2 separate regions of the Triticum aestivum genome follow, and region 1 is linked to region 2. Evidence: chromatin contacts called from public Hi-C data. All regions are on one chromosome and are shown on one strand. The core of a region is the stretch at or near the end of the contact, and the rest is flanking DNA. Distances in the headings are between cores, read along the strand shown.

The links. A called contact is a pair of places that touch in the nucleus more often than the background predicts.
Region 1: a Hi-C map of root shows a contact between it and region 2, with 10 times the contacts expected there. The contact joins the enhancer-like site here to the promoter of LOC123138367 in region 2. A contact is called at or near these places in 3 of 5 Hi-C or Micro-C datasets (leaf and root) and 1 of 1 datasets of contacts at active chromatin or transcription factors (leaf).

What each region holds. Positions count from the first base shown.
Region 1 is chr6B:626,137,161-626,143,350 of IWGSC CS RefSeq v2.1, forward strand. No RefSeq gene overlaps it. Among protein-coding and RNA genes, the nearest start is that of LOC123138367, 140 kb to the left of the region's middle. Within about 2 kb of position 2,406, at least 1 of the 8 cell types and tissues checked has an H3K27ac peak or open chromatin away from gene starts, as enhancers often do. A contact at or near this core is called in root, where this site is marked.
Region 2 is chr6B:625,990,913-625,997,677 of IWGSC CS RefSeq v2.1, forward strand. LOC123138367 (cyclin-dependent kinase inhibitor 1) reads right to left here and starts at 5,053. Exons shown (of 4, transcript XM_044558335.1): 1 at 4,491-5,053; 2 at 4,342-4,400; 3 at 4,032-4,241; 4 at 3,351-3,942. The coding sequence starts at 4,880. The coding sequence ends at 3,864.

The DNA of each region.
Region 1 (6,190 bases), core at 1,156-3,655, 140 kb after region 2:
CTGCAGCTCAGCAAAATATTCCCAGTCACCCTTCCAGGTTTCCACCTTAACAGTAGTCCCTTCCATAGATGGAAGCCCAAACATGGGGTAACCAGCCACCTGCTCCACAGGGATGTGTGGTGGGAATTTAACCAAGTAGGTCCACTCATCCAGCTGTTTGATCTGCCAGGGCCAAGTGGTTTTGTAGATAGCTGAGAAGTTTTTGTTGAGCTCATCCTTAGAAACAGCACTAGATTCAATGTAAACTACCCCAACATTCTTCACCAGTCCAACATGCTGAGAGTTGACATCAGGAACATCTATCTGATAATACCCAAGACATGTGGCAGCACTCCCTACATACTTTGCCACATTTCTTGGCTTCTTCTTGATGGGGCAGTCCTCAACCACATGGGTCACCGTCTTGCAGATGAAGCAGAAACTCTGTTTAGTGCATTTCTCTCTAGTATGTCCAGGTTCCCCATAGTTCGGGCAGATTCCATCTGCATATGGCTCATCAGCTCTAGCAGGGGTAGGGTTCCTCTCCTTCTGCTGATTTTTATTCTGCCTGTTCATTCCCTTGTCTCTCCTGTTGGACAGAGAAGGATTTCTGACTGCATTGGGATCACTAGCCTCAGCTCCAGTTGTATTTGCACTTGCATTCCCCACTCTCTGTTGCTGTTGCTGTCCTGATGGTTGCTGTTGCTGCAGTCCTCCCTGTTGGGATCCTTGCCCTGAATCTCCAGCAGTCGCCTGAGGGTTATGGCTCTGGTCAGGCCAGGCCATAGGGTTCCTCCACTGGTTGGATTGCGGCTGCTGGAAGAATGGCCCTGGATAACCCCACAGTGGAGGGCCTTGGAAACCAAAATTGGGGACAAATTGCTGCGGAGGGCCAAACTGCGGGTCGAATCCAAGAGGGGGCCAGTTACCTTGCACCATAGTCGGCCCAGATGGTGGGGGAGGGCGCTGAAGGCGTTGCTCAACCGAGGCAGATCGATTCCTATTGTTCCTTCCGTGCCCTTGGCCACGCCCGCAATTATCAGCCATGTCTTGGATCTCCGCGAGAGTCGGCTTCGGCCCCTTCCAAGAACTGCTTGCAAGAGATATGGTGGTGGTGGGGAGGAGCGGAGGTGGGGCACCAGGAGCGGCGGCGGGGAAGCAATCGGCGGTGGAGAAAGCACGCTTGCCGACCAGTTCCTTGCGGATCCAGACGCGAATGGAGCGAGACGGAACCCTAGGAATATCCTGAAGTAGCCCAAAACGGGGTCCGTTGGCCCGGTCCGCAAACATGTCGGACCCCACATCCCAGTCAGTCCCCGCCCTGCGTGGCCATGGCAGAAACCGCCTCTTCTCACTGACAGGTAGGCCCAGACCAATCGAAGGAGGCCCATCTGCAGTGGTGGAACCCAACGCCCGGCCGCTGACAGGTGGGGCCCGGACGCGACAGCTGCCCAGATCCGCCATGGATGAAGCATGCGGCGGTGGTGGCGCGATCAACGCCGGCGACGGAGGTGCCCCGGATGGGCAAGAGCCACCTCCAACCCTACGGCCAGAGGTGTGGAAGAGGGCGCGGGGTCGGCGACGGCCACCAGCAGAGGTAATCGGAGCCTGGGAAGGTTCGGCGGAGTGGGGAATCGATGGTGTCCCATCCTGCTGTCGCCGGAGAAGCTCTAGGAACCGCAGGACCCAGGGCAAGGGAGGTCACCACCGGGGCTGACGCTCCCAGAACGCGACCCAGCGCGCCCGCTGCTCTGGATCTGGAGAGGAGAGCTCCGCAAGCGCCCAGGAAATCGCATCGACTCCGGGCGGCATGCGGCCACACTCCTCGTCGTTGGAGTGGCCGGCGATGGCTATTGATAATCTCCTCCTCACCTTCTCCGCAGAGCACGCTTGCGCCAGTATTGAGGAGCGCCGGCGTCGCGGTTCCCCCTCCCCCTGCGCATCTCTCGCCTCTCCATCCGCCATGGAGCCTTGCGCGCGCCCAGGGAATGGGGAGGCGGACGCAGGGCACGGCGGTGGAGGCGGTCGTGGCGCAGGTGAAGGCCAGCGGAGGGAATCAGGATCCGGCGAGGTGGGGAGGCGCAGCGGGGGTGGGCGGTGGGCTAGGAGCGATCATCGCCCCGGCTCTACCTATCTCGGTTGTGTACAAGTCAGAGATCTTTCTTTTCTTTTCTTTTCACGGCACGGCCAACAACGATCAACTGTACCTCCCGCGACGATATATATATTCGTCCTCCAAGGTCGAGGTGGATTACATATACAATGCTTTGCTTTAACCCTCTGTGGTGAGCGGTGACGCACGCAACATTGGATCCTCTCACATATTTATCGTTTCTCTAAGCAGACGTCACTTTGTCCTCTCTCCTTGTAGCCGTAGGGATCAAAAATCAAACGCCCTTTGCCACGTTAGAAACAGACAGGAGATAAGATATAATAATACAGTTCTGCTATAACTCATCTAGATGAGATATAATTTGGTCTCATTCACCTTTTATAGCCATTGGATGTGATGCTATAAGATGCGTGTGTGCTGACGTGGGTTGTATCTGTTCTTGTTTTCAAAGTGAATGAGACCGAATTATATCTCATCTAGATGAGTTCTAGGTACTTCCATAATAATAACCATAATGCTGGCCGACAGATACAGATCGGCCATGTTTATATAGCTTCTCATGCACCGAACATCAACTTGTTACCTGCAACCAACCAGCCGGTGAAAGTGAAGCGAAAACCAGATGAGATCCACAGGTGGCTTCTCTCTGACCAATGGAAGTTTTCGTGCGATCTCGTGATGTCACATGCGTCTCGCCAGGCCGGACAAGAGTTTCGATCCACTGCAGATCGAGTTGGTTAAACAAGTCGAGTAGCGCTGTCTCCTCTGGTTGATGAGCTCCTCCTGCCGTAGCGCCGAATATTCTTCCGTGAGCCGCTCCGGTAGTTGGGAGATTCCAGGCAAGCAAAGCGTATATACTCGGCGTAGCAGGTTGAGCAAAATGAGGGCCAATGATGAGTAGAGTGGAGTAGAGCTAATTAAACATCGACGACACTGACGCTGTAGAACATGGAGACAGCCTAAGACTGCTCCGTTTGACAGCGGCTACTTGGCCTACTACGGAATTTGATAGTCTATCCATTTGATCCAATTGATTGATGGGAGAGGCACACTGCACCCGAGAAAAACATACCGGGCAATTAATGAAATTCTCCGTGCAGAAATGACAGCGTGACACTGTTATGCCATTGACTAATGCAAGTCTGTATGTGCCCTCTGTCAAATGGGCTGTGCACTTGATGGAAGCTGGTACTAGCAAGAACCGGAGCTGATTAACTAGCGGCGGCGACACAGATAGCCCACCCATGCCTGATTTGACAGTTAATTAAAGAGACTGCCCTTCCCCCAAGCTGCTGCCAAAAATTACAGTGGTAGTAAACCAATCAATGCACTGAGCAGCAGCAAATAGAGCAGAGGATGGGCGCTACTAGCTGCGGCCAGCCAAAACAAGATCAGCAGGCAGGAGACAGTACTGGTACTGCAAGAGCAGAACGAACACCTGCAAAGGAAGGAAAACTTACTGTGTTCCTCTGGGCAGTGGGCAGCAAGATCCTTCTCTTTTGGCCCTTCCCGTGCCCGCATGCCGTGTACTCCTCCCTGCATTATTAACCCACGCGTGCATCGCATTCGCATGGTCCCCCGCCGCCGTGCGACGCGACGGAGGCCGGCCAACGGTGTGATGTGATCGGCCGGGGGCATGGCGGAAGGAACAGTGGCGGCGCACAGTTAATTGACGCACCGCATCGGCATGGGCTACCTGCCTGCTCTGCTCCAACCGGCCGGACGTACCATGCTGCTGGTATTAATTCTCTACTAGGCCGTTATTTTATCTTGTTCTTTTCTTAGTATTCTTTTCTACTCCTAGCTAGCTAGCTGCGCATATCCTTCGACTGGGAAATGCGCTCGTCTTTTTTCTCCTTTTTCAGGGGAATCCGATGCTTCGACTGGGAGTGGGAGTACTAGGAGGTGATACCCTGATGCGTGCAATGTGGATAGATAGATGTTCGCTTTGGTTGGCTGCAGGATGCTTGTACTGACTCACTGATTGAAGTCAATTCAGCTAGCTTAGGCACTAGGTTTCCACTCCAGTTTTGTTAGTCGTGTTTATTTTATCTTATCTTGAGGTGAGCCTTCTTAGTTTTCACAGGCGGCTGGATTGATCGTTATACCCCCCGCGTCGTCTATGTGAGGCGACTCGGGCCGGCACCCCGCCGGCCGCCGCCACAAAATCTCCACCAGCCACCGCCCTCTCGCCGCCGCCGGCAAAACGACGTCGGGCAAAGCCCGTCGACGGCTGGCGGCGGCGGGATCCGCCCCGCGCGCGTGCTCTGGTCCTGCCGTTCCCTCCCCTCGTCCGCATCGGGGCGTCCGGATCTGGCCGGATGCTTCCCTCTGGCCGCTCCTCGGGGGTCAGCCGACTCCCTCCTTTCAGATCGGGCCGGCGTGCCGTGGCTGCGGGCTTCTGGCACCCTCGGGTGGCTCCGGTGGCCTGGCCTCGGGGCTGCCTCGGCGGTGGTTCCACCCGCCATTGCCTGCTGAGTTGGGCGCGGCGTCCCCCTGCTCCACGCTCTTGCGCAGGCCTCCGCCGCCTCCCGCCCTCAAGCTCCCGTCATCGACCGCCTGCTGCGCGCTCTGCGTCTCGTCTTCCGCAGATCCAGTTGTCGCGTCTTTCGCCCCCACCTTGTTCGTCGTTGTTGTTCTCCTTTGCGTGCTTGCCAAACGAAGGTGGCGTCGTGGCTCCTGCTCCTTGGAGCCCTCCACCTCCCAGTTCATCCGATGGGCTGCCGCTATCTCGTAGCCTTTCCTGCTGGGGGCGCCGCACCGGTGCTCCTCACCGGTGGCCTCGGCGTCAAGGGTGCCAGCCGGTGTCTCTGCCGGTCGGATTCACCTGGATCTGGGGCCGTCCATTTTTGGCGCTACCCCGCGCTATTGGCGGCTGCTCTGCGTCTCGTCGCGTAGAGGATGTGGCCGGGGTTTGGGAGAAATCCATGGTCGGCCGGCTGCTGCTGGCCGAGACAGCGGCGACGCTTCCCGTCGTTCCCATCTTGATGGCGTTGTCTTCAACCCCCGATCTTGTGATGTTTTGGGTGTGCTCTGTGGTGTTCTATGCTTGGTGATGCCCTTCGACTACGCCGGTGGCACATAGGTGCCATGGCGCCGTCTTGGCCCGGCGTGACCGTTCGAATGTACCCCATGACACAGGTGGTGTCGCGGTGTTGTGCAGTCTTGGTTGCCCGGTGCTTTTCGATTGCGTCGGCGGTGTAGTGTCATGGTTTAATCTCGGTTCGCCGTTGCAGTTCGAGTGCCCGTGATGCCCTTTTGTTGTGTTGTTTTTGGTGTTCTATGCTTGGTGGTGCCATTCGACTACGCCGGTGGCACACAGGTGTCGTGGCGTCGTCTCGGCCAGGCGTAACGTTCGAATGTACCCCATGACACAGGTGGTGTCGCGGCGTTGTGCAGTCTTGGTTGCCCGGTGCTTTTCGATTGCGTCGATGGTACAGTGTCATGGTTTAGTCCCGGCTCGCCGCTGCAGTTCGTGCACCCGTGGCGTCCCTGGTTGTGTTGTGTCCCCCCTCACCATGTGTTGTATGTGTGTTGTTTTTGTTTTATTTCTCCTTCTTGTACCCCTGTACTTCTGGTTCACTTGAACCCTATCTTGTATTAGGCTGCAAAGCCTATAGACAACAGATGAATACAATTTAGGTGGGGAGAATTTCTTCTCCCCCCGGTGACATTCAAAAAAAAAAATGTATCTTATCTTATAACTCATGGCTCGAGTGACTTGTCCACTTCTCGCTCCAGTATAGGCGGGCAGTGCCAGTGGCAGGAACAGAACCTGTGCTGCTTTCTGCTACCGACCGATCGAGCCTGCGCTCTCTTTTTACAGGAACCTTGACCGATTGGTCGATCGACTGATCTTCGTTTTTTCACAGCTTATATATAATCTGTCGACCGCCGGTCTTCTAAATGTCTGAAGCTCTCCCAGTGATATTGACACACTGCAAACACATGCATATATAATCAATCAGAGGCTGTCAGAATGAACCATCCATGTCGTTAAGACTTGAGACGTCAGTCACTACAGTCCACAGTGCCCCCGGTCGGCCAGTGCTGCTGTGCAGGGGCAAGGAAAGAATCGGAAGCTGCGGCCACGCGTGC
Region 2 (6,765 bases), core at 3,803-6,302:
ACCGATGGTGTTTTGCAAGCACGCGGCTGAAATGCTGCGAGCGGCGGTGACCACATGGGGAACGAGGGGGCACGGCCGCCTATACGTGAGCGCCGGCTTGGGCCAAGGAGCCGGCGATGCAGCGCAGGCGGTGATTCACTCAGCATCTCTGTTGCAGATGCGCACCGAAGTTGCATACCCAGGCCACTGGCGAACTACCACGGTCCGCGGCTGCACATCAGTGTTGTGGGGGCGGCGAGCGGCGTTGTTAAAGACTACACCGAGCACCACTGCAATAAAAGAGGGCATCGCCGCTGCACCGGCGATGTTGTGCAACACGACGAAGCGCGGCGAGGCTGCAGTGGCTGGAGTTGTTGTGCAATACGACGGATGCTCATCGGCGGCCGCCGGTGCTGCAATGCAGCCCTCGTTGGCGGGTCATTGAAGCTCCGTCGGCGCTGCAATGAAGCGTTGCCGGAGCTGCAGTGAAGCACCGCGGGGTCATTTAATCTCCGTTGGGGTTGCAATGGAGCGCCGCCGGACACCGCCGATGCTTCGCGCCAAGCGCTACTGCCATGGAAGCTGCTGCGCTGAAGCTTTTTGCCGTGCTGGCTTCGGTGCTGCGAGGTAGAGGACGCAGCAGAGAAGGAAGACGAGGTAGTTGGTGCTCTGAGGTATCCGCTGATGGATGGAAGAACATAGAAGAAAGAGGACCGCTCTGTTTGTTGCGATCGAACAACCACCGTCAGTCAGATCGGACGGCTATTTAGGTGGATGATTTCTGTAGGCTTTCATCAGGTTGATTTGTAGCAACCAAAAAAAAAAAACAGGCTCTTGTTCCCGACGGGACGTACCCTATTTACAACACGCGCTAGAGAGATCGTGAATCCCCCAGATTTCGATCCGTAATCAATAGGCATGAATGCGCGTATCAGGTCGAGATCAATTCCCATACGGATTTCTCACAACGACTACTACTACCCTGGTACCACCACCACCGTCCTCTCTAAACCCCCTGTTACACGTCCAATCCTCCACATGCCTCCGCACCGTGCAGCACGACAGGAGGCGCGACAACGGAGACGATACGGCCGGCGGCAAGTACCGGTCATTCCGTCCTCGGCAGCGCGCCCGTTGGCCGCCTGGCCGTGCCATGGGGGCGAGCACGAACGAGCGCGTCCTCGGCGGTACTGGCTACAGTGGGCGCACGGTGGGTGAATCGCCCGTCCGTCCGCCGCCCCTTTAATTTCCCTGGTGGATCGATCGATCGGTGTGTACTCCGCTGGCCCGTTTGCGTCCGCCGTACCCCTACAGATCGCTGCGTCCATATTTGCGCTGTTCTAGGACTGCGACGGACAATTGGGACTTGCAACGCAGTTAATACACAGCAAAGTACCACCCCTCCCAGTACTTCGCGAGTTTAGTGCAAAATCGTACTACGTTACAGATGAATGCAAACGGTCTGAATCAGCGCCAACACACGACGTCTGCTCTGCTCTGCCCTGCCTTTTCTGAATCTGAAGGAGTTGCGGCAGTTTCACTGTCACTCTGGGTGCCGCCATTCCCTGATCGATCCTAGGTTGCTACTACCAGTAGCAGATGCGTTCAGATATGCTGATGCTGTCACTTTGCATGCTCTGCCATGGCAGGCATGAGTAGACAGTTGTGCGTGTTTATCCGCAGGAAATGGAGGGATTCCGCCACTTGTGGACTCCAAAGCAGAGCTACCCCAACAGAAACCCGCAGTTTCAGTGCCAACGCTAGCTCAAAGTGAGTAAAATATACTCCATACTTAACGAGATGGCCGGCCATTATTAACCCAGCGTGCGCGGAATGTTTACTGCTTGGGGATCCCCACCTTCTCCTCCTCCAAGAGTCCCCAGGCAAATCACCGCGTTTTCTATAACGCCTGTTGTCGAACGGACCCCCTTTTCACCGTACCGTCGCTGACACAAATTACTGGTGATCGACGACAAACAAACAAACGCGCTGCACCGCGCTGCCAACCCCGGTGGATCGGCCAATCGATCTCTCAAGTCTCATTCATGATCTCACCCCCACCACCTTCCACGGATCTGGGCTTCGTATTGTAGAACTGTAAAGCGATCGATCCAGCTTATTTTATGATGCTCACAACGTGCCCGATCATGCATGCTACCCATCAAACCGCCCACTCTCTCTCTTGCACGTTGTGTCGACTTTTCATTCGTCCAATCACAGGCACAGTGCTAGTGTTATTTCAGCTCCAACAGCACGGAAAGTGACCTGCTCTTTCTTCGTTAGCACACCACTATTCTTCTGCATTAGTATATAGTATACATAATCCTTCACACACACACCGTGGACGAACGTAAGCAAAAGCAGATTACATTGCCGTCGGCACCGGCAAAGCGTCAGGCTAACAAAATACAGTACTGCCAGTACTGCAAGAAAAGTTCAGTATTTTCCAAAACTGAACCCAGGCTAGAGCCTCCATGGCTAGAGCGAGCTGATACCTTGCCATATCGGGCTACACATACAAACCCCCCAGACGCAGGGTACAGAAGTTACCAATGAGGTGAGGTCACACGAGAGCCGGGGCCCGCCCCCACACACCACAAGTTTCAGTGCAAAATTAAAGCCAGCAAACAGCATTGTGCGTGCGTGTGGTGTAGTTCGTCCCAGTTCCCGGCGAGCTGAGTGTCTGGCACCGAATCCCAGCGGCATCTCTCCCTCCCTGCTCCCATCCTATTCCTACTAGTAGTTTTTACCAACCTACTGACTGACCCAGATCCCGATGCAACTAACATTCCTTAATGCCCCCTCCCTACCCCCCCTCCCACCGTGCACGGCATGATGCATCCATGTGCCATGGATCCAGACCCAGCTCCCCTCCCCAGCGGCGCTTTGTTTAGTTCAGACGGCCGCTCTAATCACTAATCATTCACGCATAGGTTAATCACCACTTGCTCTATCTAACCCCTTTTTTAACCGCGACGACGGCAGAGGTAGGGAGACAGTGGTAACTTCCCTCCCCTTCTTCCCTGGTGTGGGCGATCCGCGCGCTGTGCCTCGGCCCAGGCACCGGGGTCCCCCATCTCCCAGCGAAGCCTTCTTTCCACGGCACGCCATGCCGCCTGCCATGGAAGCCTCCACTGCAGTCTGCCTGCCTGTACTGCCTGTCTGCACTGCACTGCACTCTGCACCGAAGCATCCATCCATGCCATGCATGGGTGCCGAAGCTGTTTCCGTGCCCCTGCAAAGCCTCTGCATGCCTGCTCACTTGCAGAACTACCTAGGAGTAGCTACCCAACGATCTGGGTAACCGCATAACGTGTGCATTTCTTCTTGCAGGACCAGTGCAACGGATAAGGCGGAATCATGCATGGATGGAAACGGCAAAGGGAGACGGTTCACTCACTCAAATCAAATTATAGATCTGCGGCGCAGCAGCAAGAAGCTGCTGCTGCTGCTGCTACATGCTGACGACGATGTACAGTAAAAAATCCAGGCAAATACATGTAAGGTAATCAACTACTACTAGGTGACAATTACAGTAAGGGACTGATCGAGCGATCCGTCCTGTCAACGAAGATAAGTACCAGTAGGGGAAGTAAAACTGCTACTGCTGCATGCTGCTGGGAAAAATCAGGATTAATATAAGGGTGTGTGAGGTGATAATGGTGGGAATATGTGAGTGAATGAGTGAAAGAAAAAGTTGGTTGATGAATCGGTGGTTGGTTGGTTGGTTAGGCTATAATGCTTCTTTTTCTTCTTTCCGGAGCATCTTTTTCCCTTCGCCTTTCTACACGGCCGGCCGGCCGGCCGGCGCCCCAGCTCTACAGTGAGTAACTTTCTAGCTACAGCTTCTCTCCCCCCTTTGCACGCTCGCTTTCATCGGCTGGCTAGTTGCTGCTCACCGCCGGGGTCCACTCGTACCGGCCGGAGTCGAGAGGCACGCCGCGGGCCACGTCGAAGTTGTACCTGGCACAGAGAGCTCGCACGTTAGAATTCCGGCGACGGCGACGGCGGCCGCAAGATAAGGAAATTTCCGCTGCTGCTAAAGTACTTACTTGCAAGCGAAGCGCCTGGCCTCGGCCTCCTCGGCGGCCGCGAAGAACTCCTCGATCTCGGCCGCCGGCGGGATCCTCGACCTCGCGGCCGGCTGGACCTGGGCGGTCGGCGTTTGCGGCAGCGACGACCGGCCGCTGTTCTGGCCCGCCAGATCCGACTCCAGGTCGCTCAGGTCGCCGGGGAAATGGCTGGACGGCGTCGTCTCTCGCCTGAATTTTCAAAAGCGACGAGCGGGACGGGGTCAGGAGCACGTCAGGAGGCATAATTCACAAGAATTGGCCGGAGACAGGAGGGAATTCGATCTCGCACCTCTCGCGGTTGCCGCCGCTCTCCGCGTTGTTGCTTGCTGAGCCCTCCGGAGCGCCTGCCTGTAGAGCGGAGAAAGCCACGATTTTCAGCAAAAAAAGGAGATCTCGAATCGTATCCGAACTTTAGGGTTTGGACCCCAATTCCCTCACCTTGCTGTTTGCAGCGGCGTCGGAGCCGCACGACGGCAGGCTCCTATCCTGTCCCGCGGCCGACGCGTCCACGGACGACGCCGTGCTGGAGCAGCGCGAGAGGCCCGCCGGGAGCGGCGGCGCCGGCCCGTGCCCTGGGCCAGCAGCCGATGCAGGCGCCGGCGGGGCCATGAACAGCATGCGGCTCCGCAGCTTCAGGTAGCAGCTCCCGCTCTGGGCGCGAGCGGCGGCGCCGCCGAGGGGCGAGCTTGGCGGCAGCGGCCGCCTCCTCTTGGAAACGACGACGTTGGCCGCGGCCGCCCGCGACCGGGTCCGGACGCCGACGGCCTGCGTGACCTCCACGCCGCCCACGCCGTCCTCCGCCCTGCACTTGCGCATGTACTTCCCCATCGCCCCACGCCTCGCGCTCCTGCCTGCCCTCCTTTGGCCGTTTCCGTCTGCAGTGCGCAGCGCGGCGCCGGTGGGATGGAGGGATATGATGCCGCTGGGTTGCTCTTTGGATTCTCTCCCCCGTCCGGAGTGAGCCCCGTGCGCGTGTGTGCGTACACATATAACACGCCAAGGGAGCCGGGGGATCGGATCCCGATCCGACGGCCAGGACCGCCCGACGGCGCCGTCAGCCGGATCTGGACGCTGGCCGCTGAGTCGGTAACGGCGTTCTGGAAATCCCAAACGGAACGTGATCATCACGGGAATGGCCTTTCCGGCGGGCGGCTACGGACGAGATTGCCCCTCGTTGTCTGCAGGCGTGACACGTGGGCCGGGCCGGATCCGACGGCTCACGTAGCGCCTGGGCGGGGTTAAGACGGATTTGAAACTGATGAGTGATGGATGATGATGGGGGTAATTCGAACGGGGTGCCGTTGCGATTCGACGCTCGGATTTGGAGAGGGCCGTTGCATGCGTGACTTGCGCTTGGACGGATGAGGGCCGGGCCCTTGCCGGAAGAGAGAAAGAAACAGAAATTTACAGATAGGCTGGGGGCCTCCCCTGGGTCTGGGTCTGGGTGCTGGGTGGGTTCTGGGTTCTGCCCTGCAACTGCGGGCGGATCGGATGGTAACTGTCGAAAGGCTTCCCCGGAAAAGCGTGGGGGTCGGCGGCAGGTTCAGATTCCGTCTGCCGTCGTCGGCCTGCAGGCTCGCTGTGACGTGTGTTGCGCACCCCCTGATCTGCTTTCGTCATCCTCGGGAAGCTCGTCGTCTGCAATCCGCTCCACTCCACACGTGATGATGTGAGCGGCGGTTGAAGCTGAGGGCCGTGTACGAGGATCGCCGGTAGCGGTAGGTAGTGTCAGCACCTGCTTTACGCGAAGTGGTTAATTCAGTTAAGTGAAATGGCAAATGTGTTCAAAAAAAGGGACATGTACGTGACATGATCACGCGCCAGGGAATGTGTGAAACGGCGGGCTGGCAAAGCAAGGCTCCATTTTATAACATCTGGCCAGCCGTGTAACGAACTGCATCGACCAGCGCGGCAGGTTCGCGGAGTACCGTACGCGGGACGACATCGCAGGTCGGTCGCCGCACCAGCGGCTTTGGCAGGGAGCCGCCCCCGGATCTACCTTGGCAGGCGCGTGGCGTGTGAGTTCGGTGGGTGGAGTAGCCCACCGAGCGCGGGCCATGCGCGCACGGGCCGCGATGCCGCCGCTGGTTGATCGTCGCGGCCTCGCGGGCGGTCGGCCACGGTGATATTTTTGGCATACTGATGACTGGTGGATGGATGCTGGCATATGCCTAGTTGCGCGCAGTGCCTGGTCGTGTGCGTGATCCACGAGCGACGACGACAGCGCTGCGGCTGTCCCCTCTGGTTTTGGATGCTTTGTGTTACCGCGCAAAGATCCAGCGTGAATTAATGACTTCATCAGATGCTAGCTCCTGCCATGCATTTCCTGAGGTAAACTAGCTGCCCATCGGTGACAAGACAAGCATGTCCCTGGCTAAACATAGCAACTGGCAGCAAGTACTCAGGTGCCTTTTGACACCCATGCGCGGGCAGAGAAAATATCCAGCGAAAACAAAATAACGTGGGAACCGGTAAAGACCATGTGAAAAATAAGTTTCCAAACTACTTGAAATACCCCAAGTGGTACAGTATGTTTTGGGTGGTGGATGTTCTTCAAACATGTCAGATTACCCTCTAATAGCAGTAGAGATTTTATTTGATTTGGGTATTGGCGAGGGAACACAATAAAAGTTTTGATTTACTCGAGTTTTGATAAGATTTGATTTGATCGAGTTAATGCAGGACATGGGGAGGGTTGACAAACAGGGGAGGG